3 separate regions of the Mus musculus genome follow, and all the other regions are linked to region 3. A link is a contact called in public Hi-C and promoter capture Hi-C data. All regions are on one chromosome and are shown on one strand. The core of a region is the stretch at or near the end of the contact, and the rest is flanking DNA. Distances in the headings are between cores, read along the strand shown.

The links. Promoter capture Hi-C pulls out the DNA fragments that hold promoters and counts their contacts. Hi-C and Micro-C count contacts between places; a contact is called where the count stands out from the background.
Region 1: a Hi-C map of B cells shows a contact between it and region 3, with 5 read pairs. The contact joins the promoter of Sh3pxd2a here to the promoter of Got1 in region 3. A contact is called at or near these places in 1 of 39 promoter capture datasets (liver) and 1 of 484 Hi-C or Micro-C datasets (B cells).
Region 2: a contact with region 3 is called in a promoter capture Hi-C map of pre-B cells. The contact joins the promoter of Itprip here to the promoter of Got1 in region 3. A contact is called at or near these places in 1 of 39 promoter capture datasets (pre-B cells) and 1 of 484 Hi-C or Micro-C datasets (CD4 T cells).

What each region holds. Positions count from the first base shown.
Region 1 is chr19:47,463,120-47,465,819 of GRCm38.p6, forward strand. Sh3pxd2a (SH3 and PX domains 2A) reads right to left here and starts at 1,292. Exons shown (of 15, transcript NM_008018.4): 1 at 945-1,292. The coding sequence starts at 1,016.
Region 2 is chr19:47,918,054-47,920,753 of GRCm38.p6, forward strand. Itprip (inositol 1,4,5-triphosphate receptor interacting protein) reads right to left here and starts at 1,270. Exons shown (of 2, transcript NM_001362458.1): 1 at 1,071-1,270.
Region 3 is chr19:43,523,314-43,526,013 of GRCm38.p6, forward strand. Got1 (glutamic-oxaloacetic transaminase 1, soluble) reads right to left here and starts at 1,292. Exons shown (of 9, transcript NM_010324.2): 1 at 1,025-1,292. The coding sequence starts at 1,142.

The DNA.
Region 1 (2,700 bases), core at 42-2,541, 3.9 Mb after region 3:
TTCTAAATACGCCTTTAAATGCCTAATTTGCAAATAAGAGGCTGCCCTTACTGTCTCCATGTTTTCTGTGTTTTGGGTTCTTTACTGTGAGTCTCTTCTATCTCCAGGAGCAGAGCTCGGCAAGTCATCCTAAAGCAACAAGGACACAATGTTTACTTCCAAAGGTGTAAAGGACTGGGAGACAGGACCGGCTGAGATGAAAGAGTACTGTCACACACTCTGAAGCCCAGCTGGTCAACCTTAGCCTCTTCTCATTAAGTTTGGGTAAAGAAGGGGGAGGGGCGGCGGGCCAGTCAACCGTGCCTCGGAGACCACAGACCACATTTGCCTACTCGTGTCTGGAGTCAGAGCATCACTTACACGAGGAAATGACCCCAGCGAAGGGTCACGTCCAGAGGAGGGATAAAAGGAAAAGCCACAATTCTCCTCACACCGCGGAACACAATGGTTTTAAGAAGGAAATCAAAGCTTGAAACGAAGAGTGGAGGGGGCAGGGGGCAAAGCGCTTCCTCTGTCCCCAGCCGGTGCAGGCAGAACAGCAAACGTGGAAAGCAGAAAGAGAAGTGTGGGTCTCCGGTCAAAGCAACGGAAAGCATTCCGGGCCGAATGAGCGTGAGTGCCCGGCTCCCCTAGGGAGCGCGGCAAAGATGCTCCTTCCCAAAGGAACTAAATGCTCTGCAAGGGGCTGACGAAAGCTTCCCCCACCAACCATCCTAGCAGCGGGCGGACACATGACTTCACCGTTGTAACAGACAAGGGCAGCCACTTGCCAATTGCAATGCCAAAAAAAGAAACCCGGGACAGGGGAGTGGAAGAAGGGCAGAAAAGGCTTCCCTAGAGATCACAGCCCTGCGAACAAACTCTGGAGTCAAAGGCTGCCCCTGGGGGCGTGAATCTCCGGGACTGGCCAGCCCCCCGCCGGGGTCGGTGGAAGCAGTACTCACATAGTGTTTAGAGGGGCTCCTCCGCTTCTCCACGTCCACCACGGTGGCATCTTGCACGCAGTAGGCGAGCATCGTCCCCACAAAGCGAGTGGCGCCCCCCGGCGGCGTCACCTTCTCATCCCGGCCGGGTTCCGGCTCCTTCTCCGGTTGCCCCGGTTCCTGCAGTTACACGCCACCCCTGCCCCACGCGCTACTCGCCGCCGAGGCTCCGGGCGCCTACAGCTGAGGCTCCGGGGCAGGCGACTGTCCCGGAGGGCACGAGGGCTCCGTGCGTCCCAGGCTGCTCCCGTGGGCCTGCCGCGCGCCCCTTCCCTCCCGCGCCGCCGCGCTCCGCTCGCCTGCCCGCTCTCTCTGCCGCTCGGTGGGGCCGGCGGGAACTGGCGGCGCAGAGGAGGGCTGGGGGTGTGTCCCGCCAGCGAGGGCACGGGGCGGGGGCCGGGCCTGCTGTCAGCGCGCCGGGGAGGGGCCGGCGGCGCCCCTGGGCCGCGCTCGGGCTCCTGGGGGCTCGGCGCTGGCCGGCGCTGTGGGCGCAGGAGGCGGAGGCAGGGCGAGCAGGGAAGGGAGGGGAGGGGAAGGGAGGGGAGCGCGGCGAGGGGAAGCGCGGGGAGGGGCTCCGGGCCGGGGGAGGGGCTCGGACGGACGGCGAGGGGCTCAGCCCTGCGAGGCCTGGAAGGGCTACTCTACCCAGTCCCCAAACTCAGGGTAGCTTTGGAGAAAGGAGGCTCAGCGAAAGTGAGCCCAGCGCGCCCCCATCCTGGCTTTCGGTCTCCCAGAGGATCTGTGACCACCTTTCTGTCCCTTGTACCACTGCCATCTCCCCAGATCTCTTTAAGGAAAAGTAGTTTATTACAGCCTGTTACTGCCTACAGCTCCCTCCAAGAGAAGACCCGGACGGGAGAAGAGAGCAGCATTAAATCTTTCAAGCCAGCCTTCTTTTGATGAACCACCTGCCCCCCTGCAGGTCACCACGGGTGAATTCTCCCCGGAAATGGGATCTATTGATCTGCTGCTGCCTCCATCATCGATCAGTGCCTGTGTAACTAACCTGCGACAACATTTCCCAATGACAAGGTTACAGACACCACTTTAGCCTTAAGTCCGGGCTCCCCCGGGACTCTCCCAGGGCTGGCAACCGGCGGAGGAGCACACAATGGTGGGAAAAATCCACTGGGTTGGGAACCAGATCGTCTTTAGCTCCAGGCTCAGGCTTCCTCGCCATCACTCCTTCTAGTCTGGAAAGCTGACTTTCCAAGTCGCTTGCCCATCTCTGGTCTTGGAGCTCAACTTTACTTTAATTCAACTTAACACACACACACCGATTTCATCTTTTTTTTCCTGTTCTACTTTCAAATATTTAACGGAGTAGGTGTTTTCAAAACGAATCCAATTGTTTCACAATACAGTAATGTTTTGTGTTTTGTGCTTGCGTCTAGTGGAAAGCATCCGAAATGTGGGCAAAGGATTTAGTGACTTTTTTCCCCCTTGTCAGAAGCCCTGGGCCACTCTGAGACTTCTGCATTTTCTTCAGGAAGAGCACTGGCGGAGGGGGCTGGAGAAAAGACAGCTCTGAGTCCAGTTCCCCAATGATTCACAACCACCCATAACTCACGGGATCAGACGCCCTCTTCTGACCTCTTTGGGCACCCAGCGTGGTGCACATACATACACGCAGGCAAAACACTTATACACATAAAAGTTTAAAGAGTGCCGGTGAGCACACATGACTACCAGAGTTTAGATTCCTCAGTACTAAGGT
Region 2 (2,700 bases), core at 20-2,519, 4.4 Mb after region 3:
CTTCCTCAGGGATCCAGGCAGAAAGTGAATATAACCACCACGTGGTTACCCACAAGTGGAAAAATCTGAAGGCAGAATGCCTGGGGCAGCAGACATTCACACGGAATCAGCAAATAACGAAGGCCACTTAGGCATACCAGGCTGGCAGGCAGGCAGGAGGCGAATGACAGCGGCCTCTGTCACCCTTCTCACCGCTGACCTGGACGAGTGGCCACACAAAGCTGTGTTGGGTTCAGCTGGTAGCCTCTCCCAAAACAGAGCTAGTTTGTAAAAGAGAAGAAATCCGAAAGGCAACAGAAAACCACCCGACATTGGCTTACATGGTACCAGTATCTGGCCTCTTCTGTTTTGGCAAGAATGACCAGTCTCATACTAGGTAGAGGGGCAAAAGGCTAAATGTAGTTCTTCCCTGGTTCTGTCACTATTTTCCCATTTTGTACGGGGAATCGGGGTTAGGAACTTCTGAGTCTCTTCACCTGTCAGCCAGAATGAGGGAGGCTCAGAGTGGGCCTTGAGAATGGGGCATAGACTACACAGCCCAAGAGAAAAACGTGCAGGGTCTACTTCACTAGGAGTCTTGAAAGAGGAAGTGGCAGGGGCTTCATCCGGCCTGAAGCAACCTCCTTGCGTCAAGACAAGCTATGAAGAAACTAACGTCATTCCCGTTCCTTTCTCCCAGGACTGAGACTCGGCTACCCAACACGGTTTAAGAGATGGAAGGTCCCGGCTCTAGGCACAAACCCGTGGCACGGCTAGGGGCTCCGAAGCAGAAGCCGCCTGCCTCTCAGATTGCTGAAGGCACTGGGGGCTCCGTGGCGCAGACGAGGGCAGAGAGACCCCAGTGCATCACACCCGGAGAGTGATGAGGGAGATAATGCCCACTTCCTGGGCGTGCATTAAAAGAGTTCCCGGGGTCGGTCCCGGCCAGGGTTCCCGCAGACGTCCCTCAGAGCTCCTGGTCACGATCTCCCACGCACATCTACGGGGATCCTCCGTCCCCTGAGCGCCCTTCATCCCACACACTCAGCTTGTGGGGGCAGCAAAGCCTCATAGTCGAACCCCGCACTTACGTTCGGCCGCGGCCGCCGCAGGGATACCGAGTGGGCCTCGCTCCAAGCGCGGGTCGTGGTCCCGGGTCTGCAGGCTGCCGGGGATCCAGGGATGCGGGCGACTAGACCAAGGCGGCTCCCGCCTCCTGGACTCCTCCCGCCCAGCTTTACTGGGCAACAGAGTTACTCATTTCCGCGTTGTCACGGAAACTTTTTGCTCCTTATAAGAACAAAACACCCGCCTTTACTGGCGCCGGGCGGAGGTCCTTAAGGACGACCGTGACGGTTGCCGGTAAGGGACTCTGGACCCGCCTCGGAGACCATCCTCTGGGTCTCTCGGATGCTCCAGAGAGGGCAGCGAAATTAGAGAGCCACCTGACGAGAAGGATCTGGCTGCCGGAGAGGAATAAAGAGGGAGACAAGGGACCCGGGAAGGACGTCCTTAAAATCAGGTCTAGGCTGCAGGATGTAAAGGGTTAAGGTGCTGTTAGTCAGCTCGCATTTCTGTGGCGCGTTTTACAACCGGTGGAATTCCTGGGGCCACCTATTTTGTCCCTCGAGGAAAATATAAAACGAGACACAAGGCGAACCACTGTCCCTCTTGCATTGTGACTGGATTAAAACAGTTTGCTAAATTTTTTGGTTAATGTACGCATTGTCTCTTGGCGGGAGAAAGGCACAAAGGAGGAAGATGACCGGAGGCTGTTAGGGGGCGCTCTGTTTTCCAGTTGTCAATGTAGTATTGCTTTTAGAGCAGGAAGCGCTGGAACAGAGCACAGTAGAACTCATACTTTAAACAAAACTTTAATAGTATATCAACAATCTTCCCTTTGTGAAGTAGCACATTCCTACAACTGGTGGGAGGGGCTGGAAAGGGCTGGAATAAATTTTCAGTTCGTTTCGGGAGCTCCTAGGAGAAGCTGAGGAAATAACACTGTCTAGAGATGATCACTTTACTACTGGCATTGGTCTCGGGAGCACCTCGGGAGCATCTTGGGAGCACCTCGCTTTCCTCCTCCATCCAGCCCAAATGACACTCTCCTGAACGCTTTAGGCTGAGTTTGCGGGATAAACAGACAATGAGAGAATGTCCTAAAAATAGACCCTGGCCCTTGGCCCAGGGTACTTCTAAGTCTTTGGCTGCCTGCTGCTCACACCCCTTTCCTGATTGGGGGTGGTGGGGGATTCTTATCGCAGAGTTTGGGGGCCAGGGAAGGGTAAGGAACCTTGGGGAACATTCTCAAAAGAGCTGTGTATTTCTAAAATGTCTCCATGTTCAATGGACAGGACACCCAGAACAGGTGGGGGAAGTGTGTGTGTGTTGCTTGTGTTATGTGTGGAATGTCAAGGTTAGTGCTTTCAATGCACTCTGGGGTTGTCGTCCGCCAGCAAAATCTACTTCAGCGTTTTCTAACAAGCTGCATACTCTTATTAATATAAGGATCATTTGTTACATTCCTTTGTCGTTTGAACCTGATTATCTTACCCCAGAGCTTTTAATGTTCTCTTGTCCACTCTCGGGACTAGTTTGGTCTATAATCCTAACCTGCCATATAAGCCCTTCATGACTGGCCTCTTTTCATGTGCCCAAGCTTATATCTCACTCATGTGCCACACTGAATTTTATACACACACACACACACACACACAC
Region 3 (2,700 bases), core at 42-2,541:
GGCTATATTTGCACATCCTCTCTAAGAACCTAGATGAAAGAGAGCGAGCGAGCGAGCGAGCGAGAGAGAGAGAGACAGAGACAGAGAGACAGAGACACTAGGGCTATATTTGCACATCCTCTCTAAGAACCTAGATGAAAGAGAGCCAGCGAGCGAGAGAGAGACAGAGACAGAGAGACAGAGACACTAGGGCTATATTTGCACATCCTCTCTAAGAACCTAGATTCTGAATCCCCTTAACGTCACCCTCTGCTTCAAAACAACTCCATTTCTTCTTTCTAACCTTCTAGCGCTTTCAGTTCCGGTTGGTTCCCTGCTGAGAGCATCAGTCTGCTCACTCTTCTCTCCTCGGCTGGCCTCTGCACGTGGCCAAATGCACACCAAGCTCTGTAGAGCTTCAAACATCCAAACAGTGATGACGAAGTCGCCGGAGGCTCGAGTTAAAGGGCTTTAGAAACTACAACACAAACGACCTTGGCAGAAGGCTAACTTGGTTCAAGGCAAATGATCAAGAAATGAAGACCCAGATGTGTGTGGCCTGAGATGCATGGGCTTCGCCTCATCTGCTCCACTCTGAGAATAAACCAAACCTACATCTTCCCCATGTGGGTTAACAGGCTTCCTAAGTGGCGTCTGCTACTCGCTCAACCCGGACTACAGCTCCATTAGGCTAACAGCTCTTTCATTCCCAGTTCCAGTTGACCACGAGACGCTAAAGCTACCATACTTCTCTCTCCTTACCATCCCCATCGTTGCTTTAGAACAAGTACTATAAAGAACACTGGGTGGAGAAACAAAAACAACATTTGTGTCCCAGATGTTACACCTGTTCTGCGTGACCTTGAACACCCCCTCTTTCCAAGGACTCTGTATCGCCATCTGCAAAATGGGTAGGTTGGTGATGTCCTCGTGGTCCCAACCTTCTCTCCTCGGGCTCCTCTCAGGGAGACACAAACTAAATCTCAGCTCCTCCTACGCCCACCTCCCCCCAGGCTGCTCGCATTCCAAGGCACTGCATCCTTACCTCCCACGCCGAGGTTAACCTTGCGGGGATCTGGATCATCCCGGAAGTCCGCAGTGAGCTTAAAGACCAGAACCGGAGGAGCTTGCGGAACCTGGGCAAAGACTGATGGAGGCGCCATCGCGACAGAATGTGCCGAGACCTCGAGAACGAGCCGGGAGCAGCTCTGTGCGGTGCGGGGTCCGGTGACTGGAGGAGACTCTCACCTTCGCCGGCGGGCGGGGCAGCCCGCGGCTTCCAATGGTCGAGCCGCGTCCGGAGCTTGGCAACGCGCTTAACCAATCACAACCTTCCGACTAAGAAGGGTTAGGCGGGGCAAGCCTCTACTAGCCAATTCGAGAAGAGGATCTTATCGGAGGCTTGTATGATGCAACCAATGCAATGTACACCGGAGGAGGTGTGGGCAGAGGCTAGGATGATTGGCGTAGCGTGTTCCAATCGCTGAGGCTTTTATTCCTTGGGGTGATGAGGATGGTGCGGGTGGCGGGAGTCCCCAGAGGACAACCTCCTGACCTTCTGGGGCCTGGAGACCTGGGGCGGTGGCCCGCCCGTGGGGAAAGCAGAGAACAGGTCTTTCTGTACCCGCTGAGCAGGTGACTGTCGCCGCCAGGCTCCGGCGGTGCGCACGTTCCTGCGTTGGCCAGGCCCGGCTGACAGCCAAGTGTCTGGCACAGGACTCTAGTGGTCCGCTTGGACACACTGTACCCAATCGTGGGTGACCTTGACTGTCTCCACTCAGTGCTTCCCCAGAAAGAAACCTGGATGTGTTGTCTTCCTTGATCGCTGGCAGGGGAGACCCTGCAGAAAGTAAGGGATGAGCACATACTAGCTTGAGAATTTTAACACCAACCCCCAGCCCCGGTAGATAACCGGGGCCGGGAAAGCCTAGCCCTAAAGGACCTTGAAGGATCTAGCGAAGCCTCTCTCTGCAGCATTCCTCCCACGCGTGCTGTCATCATCGATTGGCACACACCCAAACTGCTGCTTCTTTCTGTCAGGTCAGGCTGCTCCTTCCCCTGAGAGTCTATTTCTGTCCAGATCCTTTCTCCACCTGTTGACCTTGAAGATTTCACATCTGTCAGCCATCCATAAAACCTCTTAACACGCTGTTTGGTTAGACATCTCTCTTTCCTGTACTTGGGCGTTTTGTTGTCGACGTTACAAGTTTAGAAAGCCTCCTGATGAGTAGGAACCTAACTCTGGAGCCAGGCAAGTTAGGTTTAGATGCCGGCTGACTCTGACCTACTTGGGCAGGCCTGTTCCTGCTCTGTAAGATGGAGATAATAGTGTTTTCCTCCAGGTTGTTGTGGGGATTAGGTGAGTTAAGACACATAAAGTGTTTAGTTGCATACAGTAAGTGCTCTCTAAATACTAGCTTTGTTATGGCGCAGGGTCCACACCCCCTCCTAGATGGCATGATGCTTTGCCTGGGATCTGGCAAACCTCCCTCCGTTTCTTCCACTACATATTCACCCAATGCTGGAAGGCGCCAATTCCTTGGTATTTTGCGAGAAAACAGCATCATGGCTTCCTTTGGGTAACATGATAAATCTTCACGAGTTTTCGGTTCAGAGGATAAACAAAAGCCATCGAACTTTGAGCACTACTTGCTAAGCTTTTCTGTCTTTTTCTTTCCAGAAACATCGCCTTGTTTTTGTTTTGTTTTGTTTTTTTAAGGA